Regions from separate parts of the Mus musculus genome. Here regions 2, 3, 4, 5 and 6 are each linked to region 1. The links are chromatin contacts, called in public promoter capture Hi-C and targeted proximity ligation maps. All regions are on one chromosome and are shown on one strand. The core of a region is the stretch at or near the end of the contact, and the rest is flanking DNA. Distances in the headings are between cores, read along the strand shown.

The links. Promoter capture Hi-C pulls out the DNA fragments that hold promoters and counts their contacts.
Region 2: a promoter capture Hi-C map of pre-B cells shows a contact between it and region 1. A contact is called at or near these places in 4 of 39 promoter capture datasets (cranial neural crest, hippocampal neurons, liver and 1 more) and 2 of 130 datasets of targeted methods (astrocytes and large pre-B cells).
Region 3: a promoter capture Hi-C map of pre-B cells shows a contact between it and region 1. A contact is called at or near these places in 4 of 39 promoter capture datasets (embryonic stem cells, hippocampal neurons, liver and 1 more), 1 of 130 datasets of targeted methods (large pre-B cells) and 1 of 9 other capture datasets (liver).
Region 4: a targeted proximity ligation map of astrocytes shows a contact between it and region 1, with 9 times the contacts expected there. A contact is called at or near these places in 2 of 39 promoter capture datasets (hippocampal neurons and pre-B cells), 1 of 484 Hi-C or Micro-C datasets (B cells) and 1 of 130 datasets of targeted methods (astrocytes).
Region 5: a targeted proximity ligation map of extraembryonic endoderm stem cells shows a contact between it and region 1, with 9 times the contacts expected there. A contact is called at or near these places in 4 of 39 promoter capture datasets (hematopoietic stem and progenitor cells, hippocampal neurons, liver and 1 more) and 2 of 130 datasets of targeted methods (astrocytes and extraembryonic endoderm stem cells).
Region 6: a contact with region 1 is called in a targeted proximity ligation map of embryonic forebrain, with 12 times the contacts expected there. A contact is called at or near these places in 1 of 39 promoter capture datasets (pre-B cells) and 2 of 130 datasets of targeted methods (embryonic forebrain and large pre-B cells).

The regions. Positions count from the first base shown.
Region 1 is chr15:55,089,205-55,091,752 of GRCm38.p6, forward strand. It overlaps Dscc1 (DNA replication and sister chromatid cohesion 1), which reads right to left and starts at 1,287. Exons shown (of 9, transcript NM_183089.3): 1 at 1,022-1,287. The coding sequence starts at 1,221. All of the region lies in intron 2 of Gm41325 (a long non-coding RNA gene), which reads left to right.
Region 2 is chr15:58,075,246-58,077,793 of GRCm38.p6, forward strand. Zhx1 (zinc fingers and homeoboxes 1) reads right to left here and starts at 1,263. Exons shown (of 4, transcript NM_009572.4): 1 at 912-1,263.
Region 3 is chr15:58,033,021-58,035,568 of GRCm38.p6, forward strand. It overlaps 9130401M01Rik (RIKEN cDNA 9130401M01 gene), which reads right to left and starts at 1,274. Exons shown (of 6, transcript NM_029418.4): 1 at 1,064-1,274. The coding sequence starts at 1,180.
Region 4 is chr15:57,910,913-57,913,460 of GRCm38.p6, forward strand. It overlaps Tbc1d31 (TBC1 domain family, member 31), which reads left to right and starts at 1,287. Exons shown (of 21, transcript NM_001081396.2): 1 at 1,287-1,479. The coding sequence starts at 1,403.
Region 5 is chr15:57,891,156-57,893,703 of GRCm38.p6, forward strand. Derl1 (Der1-like domain family, member 1) reads right to left here and starts at 1,263. Exons shown (of 8, transcript NM_024207.4): 1 at 988-1,263. The coding sequence starts at 1,140.
Region 6 is chr15:57,693,392-57,695,939 of GRCm38.p6, forward strand. Zhx2 (zinc fingers and homeoboxes 2) reads left to right here and starts at 1,276. Exons shown (of 4, transcript NM_199449.2): 1 at 1,276-1,613.

The DNA of each region.
Region 1 (2,548 bases), core at 37-2,536:
CGGGGACTAGAGAGATGGCTCAGCGATTAAGAGCACTGACTGCTCTTCCAGAGGTCCTGAGTCCTGAGTTCAAATCCCAACAACCACATGGTGGCTCCCAACCACCCATAAGAGATCTGATGCCCTCTTCTGGGGTGTCTGAGGACAGCTACAGTGTACTTACATATAATAAATAAATAAATCTAAAAAAAAAGAAAGAAAGAAAGAAAAAATAAGTCCCAAATCCTGTGGCTTCTAGATTTAAAATTAAACCTTGGGAGTGTGGTGCTTTGAAAGAGGACCCCGCCCCCAAACACAGGCTCAGACATTTGAACACTTAGTCCCCAGTCCACAGCCCTATCTGAGGAGGGGTTGGGAGGTGTAGCCTTACTGGAGGAAGTATGTCACTGAGGGGGAGCTCTGAGAGTAAGAGCCTTGCCCACTTGCAGTTCAGTCACTCAGCTTTGTGCTTGCCATAAAAGACATGATCTCAGCCTAGGATTTAAAATCCAAGGTCTTGGCAGCAACTTTGTAGTTGACCCGGAATTAAAAACAGATCCAGATCTTCAGTAAGTGACCCCAACCAACCCCCGGGCTACACGCAGCAGTCTGCATTAGGCTTTAAACTTCTGTCTCGTTTGTCCCATCTGCGGTTCAAGGAGAAGAAACCCAAGTGGCAAGCCAAGAACTCTCTCTACAGGCACTGCTACTACATTCTGAGATTGAACGAGTGTTTCTGTGGAGTACTTGGCATCAGTACTGAGCCCTCCAAAGCTCCCTGGAGCTTCCTTCTTGACACTCCCCCGCTGACACCTGGCTCTAAATTCCCTGGAGTCCTGCTAACAAGGCAGTCTAGCAAATGCTGAATCCTCCTGACAGATGACAGCAAGCTGAGGACCCGCCCATCGGCCTGTACGGGCCCAATCAAAGCAACTCTCTGCACCAGTTCCTCCTTCCGAGTTCCCCGGGCTACGCCGGGCGGGTAGGCGGCCTCTTTGAGGCCGGGGAATCGGCGCTCCCGAGCCCCACCATCCCGGCTCACCTGTCCCCGGCCTCCAGCTGCTGGCACAGTGCTGGTTCCAGCTCCAGCAGGCAGAAGTCGCCGGTGGCCGCGCCGCCGGTCCCGGAGCTGAAGCTCAGGCAGTGCACCGTGGGCAGCAGCTCGGTGGCGTTCAGCTTGGCAACCTGCAGCGTCGCGTCCACTTCCTCGCGGGTCCTCCGGGAAGCGCTCGGCGGGGACATCTCGCAGCACGGAGAGGGGTGTGTCCTCGACCTAAACTCCCGGGACTTCAAAAGCGCGCCAAATCCGCCCGAGCCGACTTCCGGGGCGGGACGGGGCGTGTCCCGAGGAAGTCGGAAAGTATCTGGACTCGCGAGTCCTTCTGCAGCCCACTGACAGCGTGCAAGTCCCCGGTTGCTGGGGAGAAGCACGGTTTCCCCCATGAGGACTCCAGGAAGGTCCTGTTAGCAATTCTGGGTCCCCACGGGGCCAAGCACGGCTCTTGCACTCACCCCTTCCGCCACCCTGTGCCCACCCCCTTCTTTCCCGCCAAAGCTCCTTTTCCTCGCCTGCTGCGGTGGGTCCCGTGATGAGCTATGTCTGTGCAGAATTTCATTAAGCCGTTAAAACAACCCAGTAAGGCAGGATCCTGTCGATCCTGTCATGCAGAAGCGAGCAGAATGCTTGCCAATGGTGGCGCAGCCTTGAGATGGCAAAGTCTGAATCCAGCTTGATGTATGTATGGTGGTTCCAAAATAGCCTGCCCAGTGTTGTGCAGGACCAAGAACCAGATCCTGGCAGAATAAGATGTCATTTGTTTGGACTTCGAGACCATCCTAGATGGAAGGTAGCTTGCCTCCCGTTCGTTAAATACTTCATTTGTGCTAAGTGGCGCTTGAGACTTCTACACAGAAACAGCCCGCCTGGTATGCTCCTGGGAGAGTCTGGCTAACTCAGCATTACAGGGTGTGATGTTTTCTTGACCAAAGTTTACAATGACGTGAAACTGTTTTAAGATGAAAACCCATTCATAGACTCACATCCATGCACCTGAAACTGATGTGCGAGCTCTCTAAGGGATGCTGCCGGCAGACCCCTGCAGACTGGCCACCCATAAAAGTTGAAACAGTAAGAGGAATAATTGTCTTCAGAGAGGGTGGTTTCTCACTCCTTCCTGTAAAACAAACAAATGAATAAATAAAAAGGGAGGCCAAGGTGACCCCAGTCCATCAGGTTAAAAACCGACATGAGCCAGGTAGTGCTGGCACCATACCTTTAATCCCAGCACTCAGGAGGCAAAGGGAGGACCTCTGAATTCTAGACCAGCCTGGACTATAGAGCAAGTTCCAGGACAGCCAAGGCTACACAGAGTAACATTGTCTAGAAAAACAACAAGCAAAAACATCTGAGTTGCCAAAGGGTAGTTTAGTTCCAGCACTCAGGAGGCAGAGGCTGGCGGATCTGAGTTCGAGGCCATTCTGGTCTACATAGTGAGCTTCAAGCCAGTCAAGGCTAAATAGACCCCCCCCCTCTCTCTCTCTCTCACACACACACACACACACACACACA
Region 2 (2,548 bases), core at 13-2,512, 3.0 Mb after region 1:
GGTTCGTTTCTTACTGGTACCTTTGGAGTACCGAAACAAAGAATTCTAAGTCCCTCTCTTGGAACTTCGGTGTAAATACACAAGAAATGAGTCAGGGCTCGGCTTTCCTGCCATCAGACCCCAGTCCTTTTTATTCCCTCCTAGCCAATTCCCTTTAAGCCCCAAGGCTTGGAGTTTCCTCTGGTCCATCGCTCTCCCAAGTCTGCACTCCCGCTCCACTACCTAAGCAGAGACAAGTGTGTTTCCACCCTCTTTAATGAACTTCTCCCCTAAAAGCCTGCTCTTCCTCAAAATATACTTCGCACTATACTTCTTGGGGATGCAACTCCTGAGTCTTCTCTGCTGAGGTTTCCCGTTGCTCCGACCCCAAAGCCAGTGCGCTACAGTCCAGCCGGAGATCCTTGGCTGACTCTTCAGAGGGGGGCTGCGCCGTGTCCCCACGAGGTGGCCTCACGCCTCCGGAGGCCCAACGCTGGAGATCTTCCCCAGGACCCGCACGGTAGTTAGGGTCCGCTGTCCCAGAGACGTCCTTCCCCCCAGGGAGACCGGCTCCCCATCCCCTCTGCGCCCCCAAGTTACTCAGTGCTCTCCCAACCAAGGCGCTGGGGCTTTCCCTCCAAACCCTCCACCCAGAGCTCCGTCCTCGCTCTGACAACCCCCGAGAGAATCCGGGAGCTGCGACTCCGTCCGCCCCGCCGCGGGGCAGGCCCAGTTCCCCCCGGGTCCGATCTTGCGTGCCCCAGCACCGTGGGCTGGGTCCCGAAGAGGGGGGGGGTGTCTGTGTCCCGCTGCTGCCCCGTCCCGTGTCGCGCCAGCGCCCGCGCCTCTCGGCTTCCCTACCCGCCGCGAGTTCCTGCTCGGGTTCCACCCGCAACCGCGAGGCCCAGTCCCCAGCCCGCTCGCGCAGCTACCTGCAGGGGCCGCCTCGCCTCAGCGCCTCGCCGCCGCCATCTTGCATTTCAGAGCGACTGCACTTTTCAGGGAGTCAACTCTGACCCGTGAACCCTAACCCCGGAACCACTCGGAGGGCCCTCGCGCGAGGGGGCCCCCCACGGAGCTCTGCAGCCCGGCAGAAGCGCCGAGAGGCCAGGCCAGGGTGCGAGAGAGACTCCGCTCCCTGAACCCACAAGGGCCGCGAGGAGGAGCCAGCCGAGGCGGGGACGAGCCGGGCACCCCACTCGAGGACTCCGCCGCTCCTCTGGGATGCGACCCAGGCCGCTCCTCTAGAACCGGGCGCTGCGGGAGGTGTGCGCCGCCCCGCCCTCTGTCAGGGAGAGTCACGCCCCCTGTCAGGAGGGGGCCACGCCTCTGTCACTAGAAGCCACGCCCCGTCGCGAGAAGCTCCTCCTCCAGGGCCTGCGAGGCTCCGCCCCGTTCAAGCGATTGCTCGGCCAGCGGTCGTCAGAAGTCGGACCCCGCCTCCCGCGACCTCGGTCGCTTTCTTCCCTTGAAACTGCCTAGGTCCTCCGAAACCAACCCCATCTCTCCCGGAGCCGGCGTCCTAAGGCCCCGCCCCTCCCTAAGCCACGCCCACTGTCACTCTCGGCTCCTCCTTGGCAGCGCCCTCTGGATGCCAGCCGCGCCCCCACCCGCTGTCAACAGTCCCGCGCTCCTGTCAGCCGCTGCTCCGCCTCTTCCTAGCCCGAGTCCAGCAGGAGCCCCGTAGTTCCAGCTTTGGACGGGAAAAGTTAAGTGTGGCCCCACTTGGAGCCTCCCGCCTCTGCTTCCTGCTGCCGTCCCTCTTTCCCCGGAGAGCCACTGACTGAAGCCGAGCTCTCCGCAGTGGGCACCAGCCCCGCAGCGCGGCCAGCCGAGGACCTCAGCGTCTTCCCCACCTCTGCCCTTCAGCCCTCTCGTCATTGTTCCATTGAATATAACAAACGAGGGCGAAAGGAAACCACTCCGAGTGTTCGCTCCTGTACTCGCCGCTCCGGACGGACGTAAGAGAACTCTTTGGCGCCTGGATGTTTAGTCCCCACCCCCATTCCAGTCATGGACCCTTTTGTGTTTTGATAGCAGAGCTCCACCAAGCCACACCAGCCCGAAAATTTGCACTCTGCATTTACATGAAGGGAAGACCTGGCTGCTGATATCAACGTGCACAATATTTAGTTGCATCCTAAAATTCTAAAACTTGTGTATGCTGAGGCTTAATGGTCTCACCAGCAGAGGAACCCAACCCTGTCCCACTCTCGGCCCATTCTTAAAACAAAAATTAATAGCGCTCAAGCCCCTTGAAACTAAATTCAGAATGCAAACTACTTATACAAAGAATTTAAGAAATCAGTGTAGTTTTTAATAGAAAGTGGTTTAATGGAAAGTATTTATAATACAGTACTAACATCAGTAAAATAAAACAATGCATTCTCCACAATGTATTTAATACACAATGTGTTTAAATACACAATGTATTTATGTATCCCTCATAAGAAAAATACAAGACAAAAAGTTACACACACACACACCAGTTTATGCTCACCCCAAAGACAGTTCCAGGTCCACTGAGAATCCCAGTTTAGGATTTAACTCTGAACAAAGAAAATATTTT
Region 3 (2,548 bases), core at 24-2,523, 2.9 Mb after region 1:
CTATACATGTCAATGACAGATTTAAAAAATAAATAAAAGCACACGGTTTCAACCACAGTGAAGTTATTGGAAATGACATCACCAAGTGCAGTCCAGTGACTCTTAAAGTGCTATCTGCTTTCTTTTAGAGCAATTGAGAGTGAATAGGGACTGACAAAATTGTGCACAAGACGTAGGAAACTGTGATTATGGCGATGGTCCTATTATAAAAATGCTACAAAGGCACACAGAGCACAGGAAATTTTAACTGGAGTCAGGTTTCTGTGCATCCCAGACAAAGATTTGGAGGATCTGAGGACACATCTGTAAGACGACCTCTTCTGATGTAAACCCACTGGACATAAGGTGAGATCCAGATGTAACTACCAAGAAAGAATTAAAAAAAAAGGATGAAAAGCATTCTGCATGCCCAATTTTCCAGCCCCAAAGAAGCATCTCCTATTCTCTTTTACAATAAAACCTGCTGAGGCTGAAGAAAGTCTCTAAATTCTGTTGACTCAGTACAGTTAACATTGTAATAGCTTGGTTGTATTCTGAGAAATACACTTCACTGAGTATCAAGGCTCATCATAAGCGTGCTAAATTAGTGCCTCTCCTTCTACTGGGCCATCACAGTAAGAAAAACTTTGTTCTATTCTTTAAACACTGGGTCACTCGAGACGAGGTATTTGAGCCACCGTTAGGTTCGGCACTCTGCAACCATTTAGTCACATAGCTAGCCATCCCAACTCAACAATAACATATCCAAGTCTCAATACATTACTAGGAAATGATGAAACATAATTAGCTTGGAACTATTTTATTCTTCTAGGCAGCCAGCAGGCCTGCAAGGATGCTACGGCGGAGCACCTGGGCGGGGCTGGAGGCAGGAAGGGGGCGTGTGATGCTAGCCCGGGCCCGCCTGCAGGACACGTGGGTTGAGGGTGGGGGACGGAGACAGACAACCCGAGGGTACAAGAGTGAAGTCGCCGTGCTTGGTTGCAGGGCGGGTGGACAGTGACGGTGGTGGGCCTCGCCGCAGGCCGGCTCCAGAGCGGAGCGGCAAGAGGGGCAGCCGTCTCACCTGCGGCTCGCAGAGCTTGGCGCGGTAGGGGGAGGGCGGCTCGGGCCGGCGCTCCGGCCTCTGCTCGAACACCGAGTCCTCAAATTCGCCGCCCAGCACCCAGCATCCGGTCTCCATCGCGCGGAAGTGCAACTGGACCTCGAAACGAGGCGACACCTAGAGCGACGCCCATCACCCAGCCTCCAAAGCGCGCGACAGCAGCCGCGCCAAGGCTGCCGAGGCAAGGTAGAGTGTAGAGCGGCACCGGCGCGCCGCCCACACGGAAGCGGTGGGTTGTCGGCCGGAGCGTTGCATTCTGGGAGTGGTAGTCTTTCAGCGGCTGGGGATTTCCGTGGTGGAGCAGAAATTCTTGCCTGACTCCAGGGCCTCCTAAACCACCCAACAAAGGTTTTGACCTCTTTGTGTCTAGAGCTGGATAGAGTGAGTTCCTCCTGAGTACCTCGAATAGTCGTGGTCTCTGGAGAGCCAGTTAACTTGGTAAGTATCAGCTTTAAACCACTGACAGTATTCTCCCCATTTTATTTTGCATTTTATTTCTAAAATTTCTTTCCCAATAACTGTGAGAAGAGCCCGGTTATTCTTATCTTGTAAAAGGAGATACTGGGCTTGAAGAAGTCAGGTAACTTGTTCAAAAGCCCAGGGTCTCTGAAGAAGAGACCAGAACTCTTCACGCATTTACTAAAAAAACTAGACATCACAATTTAAAGACTTGGATCAAGGCTAGCAGAATTTTGAGACTTTCAAGAAACGTTTTGACTCTAGAATGTAAAGGTCGTGGACAAAACACTGGCTTGTGTTATAGAGCACTAATGTGGAGCTAGTAATAAAGCTTTTCTATTTGCCCTCACACTTGCTCCTCTTCCACCAGTTGCTTCCAGGGTTTTTCCTTCAGCCCTATTTTCTACTCTACAGACTCGTACAGGGCAACCCAAACCACCTCCCCGGATTTCAAAATTCATCTGCCCTTGGCTCACCAAATGTGGAACTCAGTGCATATTCAATAGCCTCATTGGAAGAGTCCACGCAGGGAGCCTCCAGGCAGTAGCTACTGTGGGATCCATCCAGAGAAGTTCTTTTTTAATACCTGGGGTTTTTGTTTTGTTTTCTCATCAGAAATGCAATACTTCTTATTAAGAAAAATTCAGATATTATAGAGAATTATAAGAAAAGTTCCTAATATCACCAGGAAAAAAATAATGTCCTAAAAAGGGCTATACTTGCCCTAATCCCAGTATGCCCTGTCTATGCCCAGAACTGTGTCAGCACAGTACTGAAGGACTGCAAGAGCCACGTGTGTGTGGCTCTGTTGCCTTGGCTCGCTAGCTGTGTGACCCAGTCTATAAAATGGGTATTGATTAAAATAAGGCACACAAAGCTTTAGAGGTGAAAGGGGTGTCATGGGTGTATTCAAGATCTCTGCTCCAGGAGCGGAGGAAGAGCAGAGCAAAGGCGGGCAAGGAGGAGTTCTTCCAGCTTTTTCTTTAT
Region 4 (2,548 bases), core at 37-2,536, 2.8 Mb after region 1:
CTTTGGCAGAGCCTGACTATGTCTGGATACACACCTTAAGTCTCAGGAGTCATACACACATCAGATGACTACAGCTCAAAACCGATCAGGAGAGAAAGGTCCTTTCCTAGCAGTGTGGTGAACTCAAGTCGTGTTCCCTTAAAAATATTTACACTCTCTTTTGAAAACCTCATTTAATTTTTACTTTAAGATTTTTCATTTATTTTCATATATGAGAAAAGTAAAGAGATATTTGCAACAAACAAAAGGTGGCTATCCCAGACAAAGAAGAAAATCTTTGTTGCCAGACTCTGTTGACACGGAATGTTGAGAGAATACATTTCTGGTCTTTTCATTTGGTTTTTGGTTTTTCGAAACAGGGTTTCTTTGTGTAACTCTGGCAATCCTGGAACTAGTTCTGTAGACCAGGCTAGCCTGACCTCATAAGATCTGCCTGCTTCTGCCTCCCAAGTACTGGGATTGAAGACGTGTGCCACTACTACCTGGCATTATTTCTGTTTTATACGCCAAACGTGGACCGATTTCATTAGAAATCGACTTGCAACTTCATACATCACTGAAGTGGAGTTAAAAGTATTATCTAAATTGCTTCTCTGTGAATTAAGTGCGTTGGCCTGTTAAGCACGCGGGACAGCCACACGTAGTAAGCACTAAAGAAACACTGAGTGAATTTTGCTAAGTGAAAAAGATTTCCGATGCCAGTGCAGCTGGTTCTTGACGTTTTTTTACTTTTCTAGATTATGAGGAGTGGGTTGCAAACCATAATGTGGGAGCATCTTGTAAATTTACGCAATTAAAGCGTGATGAGTATGGCAAAAAATAAACAAAAACAAACCAAACAAAGCGGAATTCATTTAGGTCTGTGGAGTTCTGCCGTGCCTGTAAGTTCTAGGAAAGGAACTCCTCCATTTCTCAACGAACTTGTCTTTTGCATCTTTGTTATTTCTATAAATCTCTTATTCTAAACGCAATAGAGAACGAAATGCAGGAGGCAGCAAGCTCTCAGGAGAAAAACACTTTTGGTGTCTGTTTGAGCCTATAGGTGTCAGAGAATTGAAGTCCCAGACTTGGTTTTCAGAAAACTACAACTCCCTGAAGCCTTTGGGTCGCAGAATTAGAAGCCTCAGAAAAGGGGTGGAGTCTAGAGAGAAGCCGTTGGTTGTTTCCATTGTCCAGAGTGGAGGGACCACAAGAGCGGAGGTGGGCGGATCCCCGTCCTGATTGGTTGTAACTAGAAGGGGCGTCCCCCGCGTGATTGGCACAGTCCTTGGGGGCGGAGACCCCGCGGCGGCCGCTCGAATTTCCCGGGTTGGGCGCGCGGGGACTGCTGGGTAGCTCTCGGGACGGTTACCCTCACCGGGTCAGCCGCGGATCGGAGTCGGGGTAGGGGTCGGGGTTCGACATGCAGAGCACTGACCTGGGCAACAAGGAGAGCGGCAAGATATGGCACCGCAAGCCATCGCCAGCCACTCACGACGGGTGAGGCCGCGGGCTGTGGAGACCGACGAGGGGGCGGGTCTGCGGGAGACTGAAGTGGGAAGCGTGGAGGAGGAATGCTGGCCCGGGGATTCTGACTCTGGCCGTGCGCTGCATCCCTGGGTTGGGACCTCAGGAGGAGCAAGTAGCTCCGGAAACCGTAGATTGCAGTTGTCCCAGAATCTGGTCCCTGGTCACGGTGAGAGGCAGGCAGGAGAAGGCTCTACGACTTGTGCAAAAGAATTTGCAGTTCAGCTGAGTGCCAGGACTCCACCTGCTTTGATTTATTAATGTCTATTCCAGTTGGGGGGAAAAAAAACTCCAGGAGGTGATGGGAGCAAAGAAAGCAATGCACATCTACCTTTCCAAAAGCCGATGCTCTCCATCCTTAAGTCATTCATTACATTGCACACCTGTAATGTTGAGAGCCTAGTGTGGGCCAAGCACGCTTTTCACTATGGAACAACGCTGGAACAAACTTAAGTTCTGCAGTGAGTGTTGCAGGGCCTGTCATTGGTGCGGGGACTTTTACCCGCCTGTGCTTCCTTTTATTCTGTTTGGAGTAGCGGGTTTAACACGCAGCCTCTTGTGTGACGTCAGTGGGAGTCTTTGCCCCCTCCCCCATTTGTTTTGGTTCCCATGGTGCCTGCCTAAGCGATCTTGGTGTTTCTGATTACCTACGTTTGCGTGGACTGCATAGTATCACTTGGGTTCATACCTCGAGGTTTGTTTCTCAAGAGACTTTTCTATTTATCTTTTAGTTGCTTCCCTAGAAATCAGACTAAGTGTTTTTGTAAGCTGAAAGCAGTTATAAGTGGATCAGCCACTTATTTGACTAGCCAGCCAGCCACTGTGGTTTCTGGTGGCTGTCCACCCTTTATCAGTGCTATTCACCCGTTGACCTATTGAATAAACAATCTTGTCAATAGTGGAGATTCTTCGGCGTTTTCCTTTCAGCTCGGAAAGCAGTTTTGAGCCAGGACAGCTAAGTTGAACCAGCCAGCAGAGCTCAGAAAGAACTAAAAAGGGTGAGCTTACTCAGCAGTAAGTCTCAGAGGTTGAGAACATTCTA
Region 5 (2,548 bases), core at 13-2,512, 2.8 Mb after region 1:
GAAAGGGAGATTTGATTATATGTCTACTGGTCACCAGGTGGTGATTTCCACCACTACAATAAAGATACTCACATATCCGACAGTCTCCCATTCATGTGTTTATGCCCCTTGTATGATAAAGATCTAAGTCCAAGGGATGGACTACAGAGGATCCTATAACGGACTCCAAGAGCATATCCCAACATCTGGGTGAGGAAAATGAGAAATCAGCAAAGGAGACGAGAAAATAACATCCAGTGGAAAGTAGAAAGAGAAGGCTAAGGAATGTGTGGAAATCCAGATCTAATATAATCTGAGCGTCCCCTGATTAAATTTTTATATCACAGAATCAATAAAAATAACCTCTAGGAAACTAACATTCTTTGGCTTAGAATGATAATCTTGACTAATATCCTTAATGCTTAAGAAAATTAGTATCTCCCGTTTCCTGAGTAGTTTATTCATTCACTGGTAACATTTAACGGCTATATGCCAGGTGATCGGATAGGGCCCGTAGGAAATACAGATAAATTAATTCTTATTAATATCTGCCTTTACACCACTGCTTTAGGGAGGAGAGAGAAACTGTAAACACGCTAACAACCCACGCAGAATTATGTCAAGTAGACACCACTGATTAAGATGGCATCGCCACCCACGACATAGATAGAAGGAGGGAGGAAGACATTCAGGTAGGTGGGCCCAATTTGCCAACAGAATGGCAACTTACCTCTCACTTCAGAGTGCGGAAGGCGGGAAGTACAATCTTGCCAGACAGGTATTGTGAGTCACGTCCTAGCAGGCCAGTCCGCGACTCTAAATTATCTAAGCCTTAACACTCGACCCCAGGACCTCCCGGGACCCAAAGGACCCCAGCCTTAAACCCCTGGAGGCGGACGCACTACAGATCCCACCAGCCCCAGCGCGCCCCGCAGCCCGGCGAACCCGTTCCGTAGCCGCGGGGACACCTGGGGGCTGTAGTCTCCACCGCCCTACGCCAGCTACTACCTGGAAGCGATAGAGGAAGGCTTCGGGCCAGAGGAAGAAGTAGGCCGGGCTGATGATGCCGAGCTTGCCGATCAAGGGGACAGCAACGGTGGCAGCAAACCAGTAGCGCGTGATGGCCGGGATGCTCCTGAACCAGTCCCCGATGTCCGACATGGTCGCCCGTCAGGTGACCGGCTGCGCAGCGCCGCGCGTCCTCCCGTGCCCACCCCGCGCTCCGCGGCCGGCTTGGCCAGGGAAAGTGGAGGCGCAGCCGCTGTGCAGGAGGCGGAGACCGACGGACGTGGCGCCACCGAATTCGGACAAGCTAGGCAGCGATCACAAGAGAAACTTCCCCTTCCGGTGGCCGCGGTCCACGTGACCAGAAGTGTCCCGGCGGCTTAAAGGGCCAGTGCCGTTTTTGCAGCTCAGTACCGGGACTCGACGTCCTGGGGTGGGGCCAAGCAGGAGAGGCGGGGCGACGACGGCAAGGCTAGTAGGAAACAGTGGTTACCCAGAGCAACGGCCAGTCTTGCAAACCAATGGGGAAGCTACATGCCCTAGTTCTCCCCGGAGTTGTAATCGGAGTAGTGCCTCTTGAAGAGTATTTATTTAAAGGGAAAGGAAGAGATAGCGCATATAGTTCCTCATTTAGTCACAGCTTCAGGCAAATTTTTAGACACTGGGGATGCAGCTGCGGCTGTGAGCACGGTAGCGGTACCTGAACTTTGCAGTCTCAGGGTAGACAGAAAAGCAAATGAGTTATGAAGAAGAATTTCAGAGGATACGGGAAAAGATTAGGATGATGGGGGGGCTAGAGTGGCAGCGGAGGACTGGGAAATCTTGAGACGCATTTGAGACCGCATTTATAATTGGACATGATCTGGTTCATTGGGGGGCTTTAAATTAGAAATGAAGATGGTTGTTTTAAACAAATGGTGGAAAGATACCGATTTCACTAGAACTTTTATTCAGTTGCTGGTTTTTGTTGTTGTTGTTTTGGTTTGGTTTTGTTTTTTTGAAAATATGGTTTAGGATCAGTAAAACTTTCCGTAAAGAACATAGGTGTAAACTGACCTGTAGTAAACTAAGTATCTGAACTTACTGCAATCAAAGAGATTGCTCACCAAAGAACCCTGGACCCATTTCTCTAAACAAAATCCAAAATCATCATTATTGGATGGTGGAGGGAGAGGAACTGTCGGCCAAACTGGAAGAGGCAGTGCGTTGTAAACACAGAGCTGAGGTGTAACATAATTACCATCAGGTCTGGACAATAAGAAAAGAAACAGACTCGGTGTTCTCAGATCGGGAAAAAAAAATTCCTCAAACTTAAAAAATGTGAAATTTGGGCTCTGGAAAAAAAAATTATTTAACGTTGTAAAGGAATTGAAAATCTTAGGTCCAAGTGGCCCACGTGACTCACATCCTCCAGGCAAAGACGAGGTCCATGTGCATTTCCACATACTTTCCAGTGCTCCATTATTTCAAACACTCTAGAAACACTGGCGTTTATACTGTGACAAACCACTTCTTAGCAGTACCTAATGTTGTGAAAGTCACTTCATCTCTCTTTGGGGTCCTT
Region 6 (2,548 bases), core at 26-2,525, 2.6 Mb after region 1:
TCCACCCCCTACGGTGGGCTCCAAGAGCGCTCACACCCAACAAATTCCCAAACGCCCCCAGAATCTGCGAAGGGGGAAAGGGTCTCTGAGAGCAAGAATGCACAACGCTGACAGGTTGCTAGGTCCGTCATCTTCCCTCGGATGCTCCCTTAGAGAATTTTAACCTTGCGTGATCGCCGGAGCACAGCAGCCGGGTCTCTAGTTCACGGTTCCCAGGGCTGCAAAGGGCAGACACCACACACACACACACACACACACACACACACACACACACACACACGCACGCACGCAGATGGAGGGCTCGTTTGGAGACCCCTCTCGCCGGGAACGCGGCTGTCCCAGCTCCGAAAATGACCCGTCTCGCTTCTGGGGGACTCCAGTGTGCGCGCTGCAGGCGTGTGCATTTTCCCGAAGCTGAGAATCGCTGTGAATTCGGGCCACACAAGTTTGAGTCAGCTCCCCGGGTGTCTTTGTTTGTTTATGGGTTTGGAGGGAAAAAGTTTGAAGATCTTTAACCAGACTGAGCTCAGGCGCAAGCGGAAATCCCCAGCAAAAGTGATCTAACTTCAAGTGGTTATGTAAGTGGGGCGCCTTCTTCCCCGCCCTATTCCCAAGCCCTCTCATTACTATTCCGGGAGTAAAACGCATCTCGATTTAAAAAAAAAAAAAAAAGAAAGAAAAAAGTTTTAAAGTATGTTGTTATTTTCTTTTGCCAGAAGGCGGGCGAAACTCAAGCAGAGCCCAGGGCGCGTGACGACCCCACCCGCGTTCTGCCCCCACGCACTGCAGAAGGACCTGGAGTCTGGGGTGTTGCTGGCGCCGGGCAAGCCCTAGCGCCCTGCGGTCTCACGGTCCGCCACTCCACGTGGTGAGGATCAACAGTTTGTTGAGCTCATCAGTGACACCTTGAACTTTTCATAAAGAAAATGGGTATTGCACCGAGAGGGTTTGGCCGCGGCAGCGCGCCGGGTCGTGCTCAATAGTCAATGATCTCGCTTGCGCCTCCCCCACCTCTTCCCGCAAAAATTCCAATGAGTCCGTTACTGGACTCAGACTTTTAAGCACTCCCCCCCCCCCAACACCCGGGATGACCACTCATCTGAGCCTTTAGGGGCAGCCTCCCCCCACCAGCAACTCCCTCCTAAAAATGACATTTTGCCGAAGTCTGCGGGGGGGCCTGAATTTCACTTTGTAACTTTCTGCGGAACCCGAGCCCGGGTGGCAGCTCCGGTGGTGGTATCGTATGCAAATACGCATGCTGACGTTACAGATCATGTGGGTTTTGGCGTAGATTCCCCACTGATCGAGGCATTTTCCCCCTTTTTTTCTTTTTTCTTTTCTTTTTTTTTTCTTTTTCTTTTCTTTTTTTTTTTCTTTTAAAAAATTCGATCAACCGTTCTCCGTACCGGGGCTTTTTTCTGTCTATCTGTCTGTCTGTCTGTCTGCCAGGCTGGCTTTCCCCCACCACCACCTCTTTCCCACGGAGCCCGAGTCGGGCGCCGGGTGGGGAGTGGGGAGTGGGTGGGGGGAGCCAGCAGAGTTCCATTTTGGAACGCCCGTGCCTCGTCTCCGCGTTCCCAGCCCGGGTCCCCGCGTTCGCAGCCCCGGCGCAGGTAAGAAACTTCGCCCCGGCGCGGAGCACCCGCAGCGGGCACCGCCAGCCCGGAGCCCGACACGCCGGGCGCCCGCCACTCCAGCCCAACTTTCCCACCGCCGCCGCCGCTCCCGAAAATGTGTTGTTAATGGGACTTGGCCGGGTTAGGAATGGGGGTGCGCGGGAGGGGGGTGTTCAGGCTTTTTTTTTCTTCTTTTTTTTTTTTTTTTTTTGAGGGTGGGAGGAAATCCGCGGTTTCGGGGAGAGGAGTACGGAGATTTTTTTTTTTTTTATGAAATAGTTTTGATTACAAGTTTGGATAAATGGAAGCCAGACCGAGGAGGAGGAGGAAAAACATGTCTACGTTTCCCTATGTCGACATAAGCCACAAAAAAATATGGCGTCCGCTTTCGACAGGGCGTTACGTAGACTCGACTCTGTTTTTTATTTATTTATTTTGTGGCCGGCTTCCTGCCTTCTTGGCCAAACTGCGGCGCTTTGTGCAAACCGGGCAGGTCCCGCGGGGACTCCACCGGGACGTGGCCCCGTCTCGGCGCTTTTTGGAAGCCTGGGGGCTGCGTGTGGCTGCACCCCTCCCTCCCCCGCTCTCCCCTCTGCTCCCCTCTCCTGGTGACGATTCGCCGTAATGTGGTGGCAGGAAGCATGACGCCGTGTTGAGGCTGCCTCTCCTCGCGTCGCTCCCGGTGGCTGCAGGCGGCCGGCGCGCAGCGCGGCGCGGGCGGCGGGCGAGGGACCTGCGGGCAGGGCCTGAGTGCGGCGCTGTGCCCACGCCCCGCTCAGGTGCGCGGGGAGGGGGATGCGGGGGACGCGCGGACCCCGGGGGCCCTGCTGTCCCTGGCCTGCCGGGACCAGCCGGAACCCGGGTCTCCCGCCTAAGTGGCCGTGGCGTTTTCCAGTCTGCCCCACAAGAGGTTAAGCATTGCTGGCTGGCGT